4 separate regions of the Mus musculus genome follow, and regions 2, 3 and 4 are each linked to region 1. The links are chromatin contacts, called in public HiChIP or PLAC-seq and promoter capture Hi-C maps. All regions are on one chromosome and are shown on one strand. Each heading gives the region's core, a stretch centred on a gene start, on an enhancer-like site or on the middle of the called end of the contact. The rest is flanking DNA. Distances are from core to core; before and after follow the strand shown. Region 1 holds the start of Scap (SREBF chaperone). Region 2 holds the start of Ccrl2 (chemokine (C-C motif) receptor-like 2). Region 3 holds the start of Tmie (transmembrane inner ear). Region 4 holds the start of Prss50 (protease, serine 50).

The links. Promoter capture Hi-C pulls out the DNA fragments that hold promoters and counts their contacts. HiChIP or PLAC-seq counts read pairs in DNA pulled down with a chosen protein or histone mark. Capture Hi-C pulls out chosen DNA fragments and counts their contacts.
Region 2: a contact with region 1 is called in an H3K27ac HiChIP or PLAC-seq map of bone marrow-derived dendritic cells, with 4 times the contacts expected there. The contact joins the promoter of Ccrl2 here to the promoter of Scap in region 1.
Region 3: a promoter capture Hi-C map of adipose tissue shows a contact between it and region 1, with 3 times the contacts expected there. The contact joins the promoter of Tmie here to the promoter of Scap in region 1. A contact is called at or near these places in 8 of 39 promoter capture datasets (the 3T3-L1 cell line, cranial neural crest, hippocampal neurons and 3 more), 3 of 484 Hi-C or Micro-C datasets (the HL-1 cell line, cerebral cortex and liver), 6 of 115 datasets of contacts at active chromatin or transcription factors (astrocytes, embryonic stem cells, large pre-B cells and 3 more) and 3 of 9 other capture datasets (adipose tissue, embryonic stem cells and liver).
Region 4: a promoter capture Hi-C map of liver shows a contact between it and region 1, with 2.0 times the contacts expected there. The contact joins the promoter of Prss50 here to the promoter of Scap in region 1. A contact is called at or near these places in 8 of 39 promoter capture datasets (the 3T3-L1 cell line, cranial neural crest, embryonic stem cells and 4 more), 2 of 484 Hi-C or Micro-C datasets (the HL-1 cell line and cerebral cortex), 1 of 115 datasets of contacts at active chromatin or transcription factors (large pre-B cells) and 4 of 9 other capture datasets (adipose tissue, embryonic stem cells, liver and 1 more).

Annotation. Positions count from the first base shown.
Region 1 is chr9:110,331,761-110,334,925 of GRCm38.p6, forward strand. Scap (SREBF chaperone) reads left to right here and starts at 1,596. Exons shown (of 23, transcript NM_001001144.3): 1 at 1,596-1,745.
Region 2 is chr9:111,055,802-111,058,966 of GRCm38.p6, forward strand. Ccrl2 (chemokine (C-C motif) receptor-like 2) reads right to left here and starts at 1,717. Exons shown (of 3, transcript NM_001302376.1): 1 at 1,580-1,717; 2 at 965-1,081; 3 at 1-638. The coding sequence starts at 627.
Region 3 is chr9:110,878,387-110,881,551 of GRCm38.p6, forward strand. Tmie (transmembrane inner ear) reads right to left here and starts at 1,687. Exons shown (of 6, transcript NM_146260.3): 1 at 884-1,687. Als2cl (ALS2 C-terminal like) reads left to right here and starts at 1,788. Exons shown (of 27, transcript NM_001146059.1): 1 at 1,788-1,843.
Region 4 is chr9:110,856,363-110,859,527 of GRCm38.p6, forward strand. Prss50 (protease, serine 50) reads left to right here and starts at 1,605. Exons shown (of 5, transcript NM_146227.4): 1 at 1,605-2,097. The coding sequence starts at 1,629. It overlaps Prss46 (protease, serine 46), which reads left to right. Exons shown (of 5, transcript NM_183103.2): 5 at 1-160.

The DNA.
Region 1 (3,165 bases), core at 346-2,845:
TTGAACTTGTGTGTCTGCCAATGTTTTGACCATTCCTTGAACCCATGTGTGTGCCCACTGATGAAGCCCACTGCCAGGTGTTTGTGATATTGGTTGCTGAGAAAGAGTCAGAAAATCTCCCCAGCAACCACAACCGGGCCAATCCTGAGTTGCTGCCCCTGCACCAGACTCTTTCCTTGTACCCCTCCCATACCCATTTCTTGAGAATTGTTTAGATCTGGAAATCCCCCCACTCTCCCCTTCTCCTTTCCCCCCTGAGGGCCTATAAAAACTGGGACCTCTTTCCCCTCGAGGTCGACTCCTCTAACCCTGCGTGGGATATGAGTCATCCCCAGAGCTCTGGCTTTCCCCGAATAAAGCCTCATGTGGTTTGCATCAAGCTTGGTCTATCGTGAGTTCTTGGGTGTCTGCTATTATCCTGAGGCCTGAGCGAGAGGCTCCTCTGGGGAGTCTTTCACCACCACTGCCAGTTTGCTGGGGGTTAAGGCTCATATTCAAGGCTGGGCAAGCAGTATATCAACTGAGTTACATCTCTACCAGAAACCTGCTTTATAGAATAACCCTATTCCAAAGGCTGAAGTGGCCACCTCTGATTTGTTTTGCACGGTGACTATACTTATATTTTCTCTTCCCCCACCACTGGTGCCCTTGAGGGCAGGTACAGGGTCTGTTCTACCTTAGTATGCCTTGGGGGTGAGCAAGAGTGACACGAAAGAAGTATGTTTAAGGTAGCAAGATGGGGGCAGGTGGCCACTCTGACCTGTGACACTCAGAGAGTCAAGACATTGGTAGTGTGGTTGAGATCTCTCCACAGGCAGGCCTGAGGACAAATGGAAACATAGCAACCAGGGTTGGTGCTGTTGCTGAGTGTCTGGAACCTCACTTTCCCCAAGGCCAAATGAGAGAACACACACCATATGCTTAACTCAGCATTTACCAGAGCAGTCACTCAGCATAATCCGTTACATGTGCAAGTCGACTGGTGGCAGTTCAGAAGGTGGAAGAGACTCAGACACCCATAGTTCCTCTACGTGGGAATAAACACTGAGTATATATCTTCCACTTTACCCTATGCATTGTATTTTTAACAAAAATGGAATCCTAACACCAGCTTGGTTTTGAACTAGCTTTCATTATAAGTGCTCATTTAACATCCTTGGTGTTGGAGGCTCCTATACCTAGTTCATCAACTGAATACACTTGCTATTTAGCTCAGTTGCTTCTAATTCCCTGGTTTGTTTTTCTTTTTGATGCTGCTGTGGATCAAACCCAGGGCCCCTAGCGTCTCAGGCAAGCTCTCTACCACTGAGCCATACACCCAGCCCCGCTTCTAATCCTTTGGCACTATAAAGCATGGAACACGAGCTCTTGTGCATGTTCTCAATCACTTCCCAGGACAGTGATGCTGTCAAAACTCTGAAGTGCTACTAGCCACCTTTTTCCAGGCCACAGGCAACTCCAGTACTTCCTCTCGCAGTTGTGTGGCAGGGGACCACCAGGGGGCGAACCCGAGCCGTTGGCAGTGCCAGACTACGCATGCGCACGCCGCCGGGAGCACGTGTGGAGGGCGGCGGAGCGGGAGGGGAAAGGTAGGAGTTGAGAGGTGAAGGGGCGGGGAGCTGCGCGGGCGCCGGGCGGCCGGGAGGGAGAGGGCGGGCTCCAAACACCGGACCGCGGGCCAGGAGCGCGCAGGCCGTTCTCCGCCGCTCGGTCGCCGCCGCCCGGGAGCTGCCTCGCTGCCACAGGTACCTCAGCGCGCGTCTGCACGGTGCGGCTGGGCCCCGGCGCCGGCCTCGCGCCGCTCGTGCCCGGGAGTTCCGGGATGCGGGCGAGCCCGGGCAGGGGCGCGCGGGCGTGGGCGCTGTCCAGCAGCCCGAGGCGCGGCTCCGGAGACCGCAGTCTGGAGCTGGGGGCCGGACGGTCTCGCGTCCCCCTTCCCGACCGCGCCCCCGCCCGGGCCGAGCTGCCTGGGTCGCGATGGGTTCAGGCTGAGTGAGCTCAGGCAGGTAGGCTCGCCGCTGGATCCTGCTTTGGGGTTGTCTGGGGTTGTCTGGGTGAGGGCTAGACCCTGTGACTCAGTCCTGCCTCTTTCCGAAGATCCGATAGCCAGGCAACATGTAGATTCTCTGCTGGGAGTGCTCGGTTTCTGGTTTTATGTGTTGCTTAAACCTAAACTTTGCTCGCTTATGTTGCTTATGTTTACTTCCAGGTGGTTTTGTTGCATCAGGGTTATAATGGGATAGCGCTAGCTGCAGCGAGTCCCGGGTCCACACTGCATCTCAGAAAGTTGTGCAGATGGTGGCGATGAAGAGGAGGGCAGTGAGCCACAGGTGGCGGCGGGTGAGGGGTGGGAGTGGGAGTGGGGTCCTGGAGGTAGTCTTCCTTAGTTTAGCTTATTTATCTCTTATGGTGACGGAAGCGATGAATAAATAAGTTCATGATGATCTTGTAGTAATTCTTGTGAAGTCGACATAGGAACAGTCTTTAATGATGCGTTTGGGTGCGTTTGTAGAGTTTGCTTATGCAGTGTGCAGCCATCTCAAGGTGTGCTAAACATTAAAGCTTTTCTTAGAGTCAGGATCAAGTGTATCTAGTTAGTGCTGAATGCATTTTAGGTGTAACCTGTGTGATGCTCAAGTGAAGATTGTATGTTATGAAGTATATGCTAATGTATTTCAAATCTAAAGGCTTTTTATATATTTGCAGCGTTTCTGCTTGGCAAATATTTTGTTTGTATTGTTTTTTTAACGACCAACAGGAAATACAAGTATAAACATTATTCCTATACTCATTATTAAGTTACTTGGGGACGTGTGCCTAGGGCATTGGTCTGCCACTGAGTAACACCTGTGGCTTTTTATTTTGAGTTGGGCTTCATTGCCCAGGCTGACCACAAAGTTTCATCCTCCTGCCTCGGTTTCCTGAATATGTGGGATAGCAGATGTGTGTGCTCCTGCTCCTGCTCGGCACTCATTCTTTGGTCAGGTTGAAAAGCAAGAACTGGCTTCCCCTTACTTGAAACTCCGTTGTTGTTGAATACTCTCTTGTTACTGTGTGTGTGGGGGGGGGGGGGCGGGTGGGAAGTACCTCTCCAGATGTTTCCATGTGCTTTAAAAGTCACGGTTTGGGAACCCTACCACCCATTTAGATTACTGTCCTGAGATG
Region 2 (3,165 bases), core at 467-2,966, 720 kb after region 1:
GATCATTTTTGACGTCAGAACGTACTTCCAGAGCGGCGCTTCGATTGGCAAGAAGTGAGGTTTGCCAAAGGCACACTTGTGTTTCTGTCTTTCCATCCGAGGCTCATAAAACACAGACTCGGGCAAAGAGAGCGCAGTAGCCATGGCCCATGCCAGGATGCACGCAACAATACCACAAGACACTGTCGTGAAGATGGAGGCCAGTCGCCCTTGGGAAAACACCCTGTATCCTTGCACAAGGAGGAGGATGTTGGAAAACACCTCGCTGTATAAGCCCGAGGAGTGGAGTCCGACAAGAACTTTACAGGTCCCATTGCCAGGGCTTTCCCCGTGTGCTGCAGTATGGGCCCAGAACGGCAGGGGAAGCAGGAAACACAGGTTTGAAAGTGCCAGGTTTAGGAAGTAGATGTTCCCCAGATTCTTGAGTCCTTTGTATTTCACCAAGATAAACACCGCCAGCACGTTGTCCAAGAGACCCACCGCAAACACCGCGCAGCAGAACTGCAGCACCTGCTGGGGGGAGAGGAACTCGGGGGCCGGAACTTGGTCCGGCCCACTGTTGTCCAGGTAGTCGTCTAAGATTAGGACATCATATTCATCGTCCGGGGCCACTGTGTAGTTATCCATCGGAGGCTGTCCTGTGGGGAAACCAGAGGTCATGATTCCCCTCCATCCGACAGCCAAAGACTGAAAGTAACTATGCCCCCACCCCCCACCCCAGCGTGGGCGGCCGTACTCAAATCTCCTCATTAAGCACCCAGGGACCACGCTGCTAATGTGACAGAAACTGCCTGGTACAGAAAGAGTCAGGGACGTTAAAGCCACTTAAGTTCTTTGGTTGAAACGAGACTCTACGTGGGAGATAGGATCTAAGAAAACAAAGAGTTAAAAACAACCAGAGACTGGCTTAAGCTTCAGAAGTTGGTGCCCGCCTACTTCCCAGATGTTTAAAACAGTTTCTTACCTTGCTCACCGGACAAAACAGCGTCGTTTGAGGCAGGTTGCTTGATATTTTTTCTCTCAAGGGATATAAACAGATGTTTGCAAAAGTGAAACTGCGCTGGTCAAGCACGAGGACAAGCTGGCGAGATAAAGATAACCGTTTGACTGAGTTCCCAAGGGTGGGGAAGGGTGCAGCCCCATGATCTACCATCCAGGGGGCTGTGGGAACAGTGGGGTCAGAGAAACACCACTTCCTTCTGAACAGACTGGTCATGACCCGGAGAAGCCAGAGAAGGCACTGTTTATTCCTCTGAGGCTCTCCCGTCCAGACACAGCTTTCACGGGCCAGCTGGAATCAAGTTCTGAAAGCCTCTCTCAGGAGCTTCTGTCAGCCGCAGAGAAATTGAGAAGTTGTTTTCATCTCTCCCTCTCCCGGTATCCCAAGTTTGACTTCTCTGTACCTCTTAGCCAGCTGTCCTCCAGGCTGCCTCGGATAAGGACACTAACCCACGCCTGCTTCCAGTGATAATCAGAGTGTGATGTCAGAAGCCGAGACGCACCACCCCACCCCCTGGCTTCTGACATAAGTTCCCTGAGTAGATAACAGTTTCCAGAGTACAAACGTGTCCATACTCACCAGAGAACATGGAAGCAAGTGGTATCAGTCGGGAAGGAGGTTGGGGACAGAGCTGGACAGAAAAGGAGCGCTGCTAAATGCAAGTCTGGTGTGAGCATTCCTACGTCAGAAAGCAAAGAGTGTTGCAAGCAGCTGGAAGGAAGCAGTTGATGCTGGGACACTTGATGTAGCTGACCCCGCTCAGGGGAAGCCCCGGGGGAAAGTCCTGTGTGAGGACGTGTGGGACACGGTCAGGTGGACTGTGAGGAGGGGAGACTTGGTTTCCAATGGAGAATGGGGATGAAGAAAGGAATTGGACAGTTGCCTGGTCTTGGAGTGGAAGGGAGTGGGCGGGAGGAGAAGGATGCTGGTTAAAGATGGGTATTTCAAGAAGAAGAAGAAGAACTTCAAAGAGTTGGGGGGGAGGGGCGGGAAGCATGTGTAAACTGCCCTCAGGCCCACGACTCTGTGTAGCTATGGCTGACCTAATCTGGGGACTAGGTGATGTCTGTGATTTAGGCACATCCTTTGCATTATCAGCATGTGAAACGGAAAGTGTAACTATAAAAACAGAAATAGGTAATGAAGAGACCAATAAGAAAACAGAAAGAAAAGAGCCCAGATAAACATGAGTGAACATTAAGCCCCGAGCATCCTGGAAGCTAGGACAGAAAATGAAACTCACCCTGGAGCAGGGAGAACCCAGAACGGAGGCACTTCCTAATAAGGTCTCTCCTCCCCCAGTAGGGGGTATCTATGCATGAGTGGGAATCTCCAGGTCCCAGGATGCCCTGTCTACCCGTGGACATGGCTACAGTCCAGGGTCCCCTGAGCTGTCAGCCTCCTGAGATCTCTCCCTTCTGCAGCTAGATGTCCCGGAGCCACACCATGACACCTGGCCTGTGAGTAAGGGAAGTGGTTCATAGTTCAGTCCTAGACAGGAGGCAGACTCACAAGCATTCACAGTGCTCATTAGATGCGTAAGGGGTGGAGGTGGTAGTCGGTCCCCTATATGCTTTCTGTGCTTTGTGTTACACCCTGATGGTAAACTAAAATCTCTCCAGGAAAAGGACAGGTCTGTAAATTCAAGATCGCTCCGACTTCTCTCGTCGTGTGGCCCTAACTTCCAGTATTGCTTGATTTTGGTCTGATTCCCAGCATTTGCCTGTCCACATTCAGGCCATAGGATTATTTTTTTTCCAAATTAGCATACAAAAGAAAGTATTTCATTATGGCATATTCATGCATATGTGCCACTATTCGTTGTTCTTATTCATCCCTAACCCTTTCCCTGCCCCTTCTTGTTGGTCATCTTTCTACCCCATGACTGTTTCTCCTTCTGCTTTCATGTCACATGTATCCCATCATAACTTTTCTCTTGTTCTTTGCCTAAGATCCCTTCCTCCCCCATCATGGCCTCCTTTCTCATCTTATCAGTCTCTCTCTCTCTCTCTCTCTCTCTCTCTCTCCCTCTCTCTCTGAGACACACACATATATACTCACACACATGCACACACATATATACATGTGCACACATATGCATGCACACACATGTGCACATACATGTGCATTCACATGTACATACACATGTGTGCATACACACGCAC
Region 3 (3,165 bases), core at 437-2,936, 550 kb after region 1:
AAGGGCAGGGGATTCAGTAGATCTCAAACTTTGGGTACTACCGGGGGAGTGGGGCAGAATCCGGCCCTCTGTCAAGGACTAACTGGAAGAGATACCAGGTAGGCCTTGCCTCGAGGCAGATAACAGAACAAGGAGTGGGGATGCATGTGAGAAGGCTGAGTGGATGAGAAAGTCGTCGCATCTCATGAAGGAAGCTGGGATGCCCCTTTCTTCCTCCCAGGCAGGCAGAGGGCAGGGGTTAGAGAAGTAGGTATCTGGGGGATGGTGCATCCTCGGGGGTAGGGGAGGTGGGAGCGGGGTACACAGGAGAGTATTGAAAGCAGCAAAGCTGGGGTTGAGGTGTCACCTCAGTTCAGTACTTGCATGTAGGCATGATCCCCAAAACCCATGTGAAAAAGCAAGGTGTGGTGGCAGACAATTGTAATCCCATTACAGGGAGGCAGGGACAGTCAGGTACTCACTGGGCACTCAGTCTAGTCTATGTGGTTAGGTGAAGGCCTATGAGAGGCTGTCTCAAAAAAAAAAAAAAGCACCAGAGGAGACACAGCCAAACATCACACACACACACACACACACACACACTCACACACTCACACACTCCTGCATGGATATACATACACATCATACATGAAAAAAAAAAAAAAGAACCTGTAATACATTTATCTTTTAAAAAAGTATTTACAAGAAAGAAAGAAAAGGCTGGAAGGAAGGAGATGTTTTGGCCGAGTGGAGAGGGAAGAAGAGGCTCGGGAGGGTTCTTGACGATGGAGAGACCAAGATTGGAGCAGGGAAGTGAACAAGAGCAGCAACCGCGGTAGGGTTCTTGGGCAACAAACTTGGAGCCTGCCACTGTAGGGCAGATTGGCAGAACTTAAATGCTCACCAGAAAGCACCCCAAGGGAGCCAGGGATGCTGAAGTTGGCAGGCCCCTTCTGAGAAACTCTTAGAAGTCTCTTTTCTCTCTGGCAGAATGCATGGAGGCTGTCCAAAACTTGGGTAGGGGGCAGGTGGACTATCCTTGCTCTTTCACAGCTGTCTCCTCCCCAGGCTTCTCTCTGTACTCAGGCTTGGAAGGCTTAGAAGCAACTCAGCCAGGCTAGTCAGCAGCTCCTAGAGGCCGGGTGCCACTGCAGGTGGAGGGGTGACTTGCTTGCTGGCCAAAAGGGAGCCCGGCAGCTGGACAGCAGGCCTCTTTGTTACAGGTTTGAACCATGGTCCCTCCTCCTTCCAAGACTTTGGTTTGGAACTGCGCTGCTCTTTCCAAGGTCGAAGGCTTTGGCACAGGAAACTGGCCAGCTTCAGGCTGTACCCGGAATGAATGCAGGGGGCCTCCTTCAAGGTTACACACAGCAGTAGCTGCTACCAAAGCATGCCCAGTTCAGGGTCTTCGGATCATCATGGCCAACTGCTCTAAGCAACAAGTTTCCCGAATCTACCCAGGGCTCCTTCGCGGGTGTGTGAGGGTGAGGGGGGGGGGGTGCCCAGTGACCCAAAGGGGGTCGGCAAGATTTCAGAGCTACAGCCTGGGCAGAGTTGGTGGGTAAGGAAATCGGGGTGGCCCCAGGCACTGCCTGCCGTCCTCGGATCTGGAGAGGGAGGTAAAAGGCGAAAGACAGCCAGGGTGCGATCCTGGGGAGCTCGCGGACCGACCGAAGGGGAGCTTTCGCAGTCTGGCGGGAGAGGCTCTGGGAGAGAGTTGTTGGCTTGGGGACATTCCGAGGCCGAGCCCCGCCTCCTCGGAGACGCCCCCGCGCGAACAACACCTCGGGGCGGGGCGCGGAGAGGAAGGGCGGCCCGGCGCGGAGCTGCGCGGCCACTCGGGGCACCGCGGCGCAAAGCGCAGGTAAGAGCGCGCGTCGGTGGGCGGGGTCCGCTGCCCCACGAGCTCAGCTGCGGGTGGGGGCTCTCTCCTCCTCCCGCTGCCATGGTCACGAGCCCTCCATCTTCGGTCTCAGCTTCCTCCTCCCGGTCCCGTGGCCGCCCGGCTCCGGTTTAAACGCAGCGCGGGGTCCAACCCCTAGCAGCAGTGCGGAGCGCGAGCACCGTGCCCTGCGTCCAGGCCAGAACCCAGGTGCGAGTTTATCACCCAGAGGGAGAGAGGCTGCCAGGAGCAGGTGACCTGGCTGGTCAGGGCGGAAGGGCTGACAGAGAAGCCGAAAAGGTGGTGTTGCCTGCCTGGGAGGAGCCTAGACGGATGTCCGAATGTTGGAGCAGAGTAGTTTGGAACTGACTAATGCAGTCGGGAAAAGCTAATGCGGAGACTGGGAGGCATGTAGGGCAAGAGAGGCAGAGAAGGGGCTGAAGACTGGAGGGCCCGTGTGACAGTTTTGTGCACTTGCCTGGAGCACTTTCTCCACTGCCCACCGGGCATGTAGGTTGATTAATGGGCCTCTAGCATAGTCCAGGAAAAGCAGAAATAAGGTCCATGCCACTCCAGATCAGGAAATACCAGAGTGAGTGCCATGCTAGGGTGCGGCTTAAGGGGCCTGAGGGGCCAGAACTGGGTGAGGGCAGGGAAGGCCCCAGTGACCCTGCTTGGGAGCGATCTGGTGTGGACAGAGGCCAAGAATGCAAGGGAAAGGTCTAGCTACTGTTTAGATGGCCACAAGGACAATAGCTGAGTCACCTGTGCACCCAGCTTAACTTTTTTGGCCTCACCCTGCAGCTTTTGAACCAAGTCTACCCGGGGTGAGAAGGGAGGCTGGGCCCTACTAGGAATGCTGGGTGTACCTCAGTGAGTCACCCAGCACCTCTGAGCCACTTAGTTCTCGTGAGCCTGTTAGGGCTGGGAGTGAGGGGCCTGGGTCTGAGCTCTGCACCTGATCTACAGATAGTATCTCTACACCCTCCTGGACTTTCCATGCCTCAAATTCACCGTTTGCACAGCCTGCCACTCAGGACCCCAGAGTTGGCAGGAGGGAGAGTATGAGGAAGCCGTGTTGTTGACCAGAGGGCTATGGGATGGGTGCTGGGCCCAGGGCTAGAGAGAATATTCTTGCTGGCTCATACTCTCAAACACTCGTGTCTGGCCTTTTACTCACGACACCGCTTCTAGCTCCTAGCTGGGAGACTTCTATATCAGACTCCAGATGTAGCCTTCCTGGGCCACCTTTACCATCCATGTTTAATGTCTGCCCTTTCCTCTGGTGATGTGATTTCCTGGGG
Region 4 (3,165 bases), core at 355-2,854, 520 kb after region 1:
CTTGGGGAAGGGTCCTTGACCCACTGTGGGTTTTGTTCCCCAGTTGTTCAATGAAGATGCTCTTGAACCTTTTTGAGCCATCTGAAGTTACCATGTTCTTGACTTTGACCAAAACCCTTTAGAGCACCTCCCTCATAAAACTTGACTGTTTCTCAAGCTGTGCCTTCTCTGATATTCTTACTCCACGTCTGTCAGAGGTGCGTTGTGCGATCCTGGAGGTTGTTCCCTTGTTTCCCTTAGAATTTCCTCTTTTTTTTTTTTTTTTTAAAAATTACATTTATGTGCGTGCATGGGGGCAAGAGTGGCAGATTTCCCCTAGAGCTGGAGTAGCAAGTGGTTATGGGCCATCAGGTGTGGCTCCTGGGAATCAAACTCAGGTCTTCTGAAAGAGCAGCACACACTTTTAACCACTGGTACAGCTATCCAGCCTGTAGCTTTCACTCTTGCTGACTGGGACTTGAAGTCCCTGCTCTGTGAACCTAGCAGTTCAGTGGCTCCCATATTCCCAAGGCCCCCTCCCTGTGTCTTCCTGTAAGAACTAACTTCCTTCTAGGAGACTTCCTAAGGTCAGATGAGAGACTTGACTCTACCATCTGTGTTCTGCTGCCTTCATGTCTCTGCCAACCCCTAACTTTCCCCTGAGGGGGGGGGGGGTTCCTGATCCCAGCCAGTTCCTCCTCTGTTGCTGGCAGGGGTGAGTGATGTAGGTCCCTGCTTGGAGATTGTGAAGTGACTGTATCCGGGCCTCCTGGTGTGCTTCAGTGACTCCATCAGTGACCTCGGGTCTGCTGGCTAAGAGCGACAGTTCCCCTTCCTCCACCAGGAAGCAGAAATGTGGCAGCAGTGATTGCTTTTGTTCTCCCAGATAGGAACATGAAATCGTCTGCTCAGGTGTCTCTCCCAAGAACCAAGACCTTGATAAGAACAGACTTTGTCTCTTAAGCTAAAAATATACAATTCCTTGCACCAAGGCTCCCAGGAGTTGAGTACATTACTTTTTAAATGTTATTAACTATGTTGCTGAGTCATTAACATGTTCCTCAAAAGCCCAAACATAGTGAACTCCTATTCTCACCGTTGACCGATGGACACTGCACTTCTCCCTTATGGCTCCCACTGCGAGTAAGTGGCTCTAGAGAGCACATTGCTTCAAATATTTCAGCCTTTAAAAATTGTCATTGAAGCCAAGCTTGGCGACTCATACCTATTTCCCAGCACTTGGGAGGCCAAGGTAGAATTGCTGTGAGTTCGAGACCAGCCTAACGAACACATTACTTTGCTTCATCAGTGCCCTGAGACAACGGCCTGCGCTGTTAGCATTCAAGGAGGAAGGCATGGATGCCGGCAGAGGAGGGTAGGGGTATCGACACGTCGGGGATGGCCTTCCTCTCGCTGCTGCGGCTGCTGGTGGAGAAAGCACGGAAGCTTAGAAATTAGCTGAGGCGAGGCATAGGGACCCAGAGAAAGGGCCCAGGAGTCTGAGGAAAGACACAAGGCAGACACTCCTTGCGCGCCTTTAGCGGGAGCGCCCCAGCGAATGGCATCTAGGGGGCGCCACGCAGGCTGGGCACCAGCGCACCATGAGGCGCCCGATGGAGGGCGCCATTGTGGAGGAACCTAGCGGCGCAATGGAGCCCTGGTGCGGGGCAGAGGTCCGTGGGCAGGGCCCTCAGGGTCCCCGTGTGCCTGGGGCTTCCCGCTCCCGCTCCCGCGCCCTTCTCCTGCTGTTGCTGCTGCTGCTGCTGCTCCTGCCTCGGCGGCCGGCAGGTGAGCGCATCCGCCCCCGACGCCCTCCCCGGCACGCCCACCCGCGGCCACCTCTGACTCGCTGGAGACCTTCCACAGGCTACTTGGCCGCAGGAGCATCCCCGGGGACGCTGTCCACCACCGTCCCGACCGGACCCGGGGTCTCCTGTGGCTCCAGAGGCATCTGTCCCTCAGGCAGGCTTCGCCTTCCTCGGCAAGCCCAGACTAACCAGACCACGACGGCTCCACCGAACTCACAGACCATGGCTCCACTGAAAACGGTGGGGACTCTCGGCATGATGGACACTACTGGGTCCGTTCTTAAGACGGTTCATTCCAGCAACCTCCCCTGTGAGTACTGGGCAGGGGAGGTCAGGGAATTCTGACGGATTTTTTGATCTCTAGGGTCAAAGGGTCGAGGTATCAAGGACCCAAAGGAAGAGTAGATAGAAGGAAAAGCAGAAGGGAACGTCCCTGTACAAGTGTTTATTGAGCATGTGGGGTGGGCCAGGCCTTGGGCCTGCCTTCAGGGTCCTTTGCTTATGGGCCTTCCATCCTGGTGATGGGGGCAGGCTGAGGAAAGTCAAAGCTCGTGCTGGAAATGCTGAGTTTGGGGGTGCTGTCGGGGTACTCAGAGCTGGCTGCTGGCCAGATGCCTCTCTGGCCACTGCAGGTCCTCCTTTGATCTAGCTTGCCCCTGTCTCAGGTTTCCATCCGGGAACCCACAGTGTAACTCCAAGAGGCCTGTGTGAGACTTCTTGTGGGGTCTGCAGAGCACACCTGGTGTTTTAATTTTCTTGCTGTTTGGTGTGATAGAGCCACTTGGGGGTGGGGACTTTATTTTCCTTAAGTTTCCAGGTCACAGTCCATCACTGAGGAAAGCCAGGGTGAGAACCTGGAGCAGAAACTATGGAGGAGGGCTGCTTGCTGTCACACTCACTCACGGGACCGTGCTTAGCTTGATTTCTCATATAGCCCAGGCCCACCTGCCTAGGGATAGTGCCACTCCACAGAGGGCTGTGCCATCCAGCATAATTAATAATCAAGACAACCCTCACCCCGCCCCCAACGAATTACCCATAGGCCAATCTCATTTAGACAATTTATCAGTGTAGGCTTTTCTTTCCCATGTGTCAAGCTGGCAATTAAACTTAACCAGTATACTTTCACATAAACAATTGTCTGTGGTTGAGACCCACATAAGAGATAGTTATTATCCTAGCATTCAAGGCAGCCGCTTTAACTGCCTCAGAAAGTATAGCAGGGTGCATCAAGGTACTGTGTGTGGCACATGCTGATAGTCCCTTGGCTGAGTATCTTTTTAAATGCTGTGGTGGGCTGGGGGAGATAATCACTCAGTGGGTAAGAGAGCTCTTACCATGCAAACAGGAGGGCCTGAGTTTAAGGCCTATGAGTGGG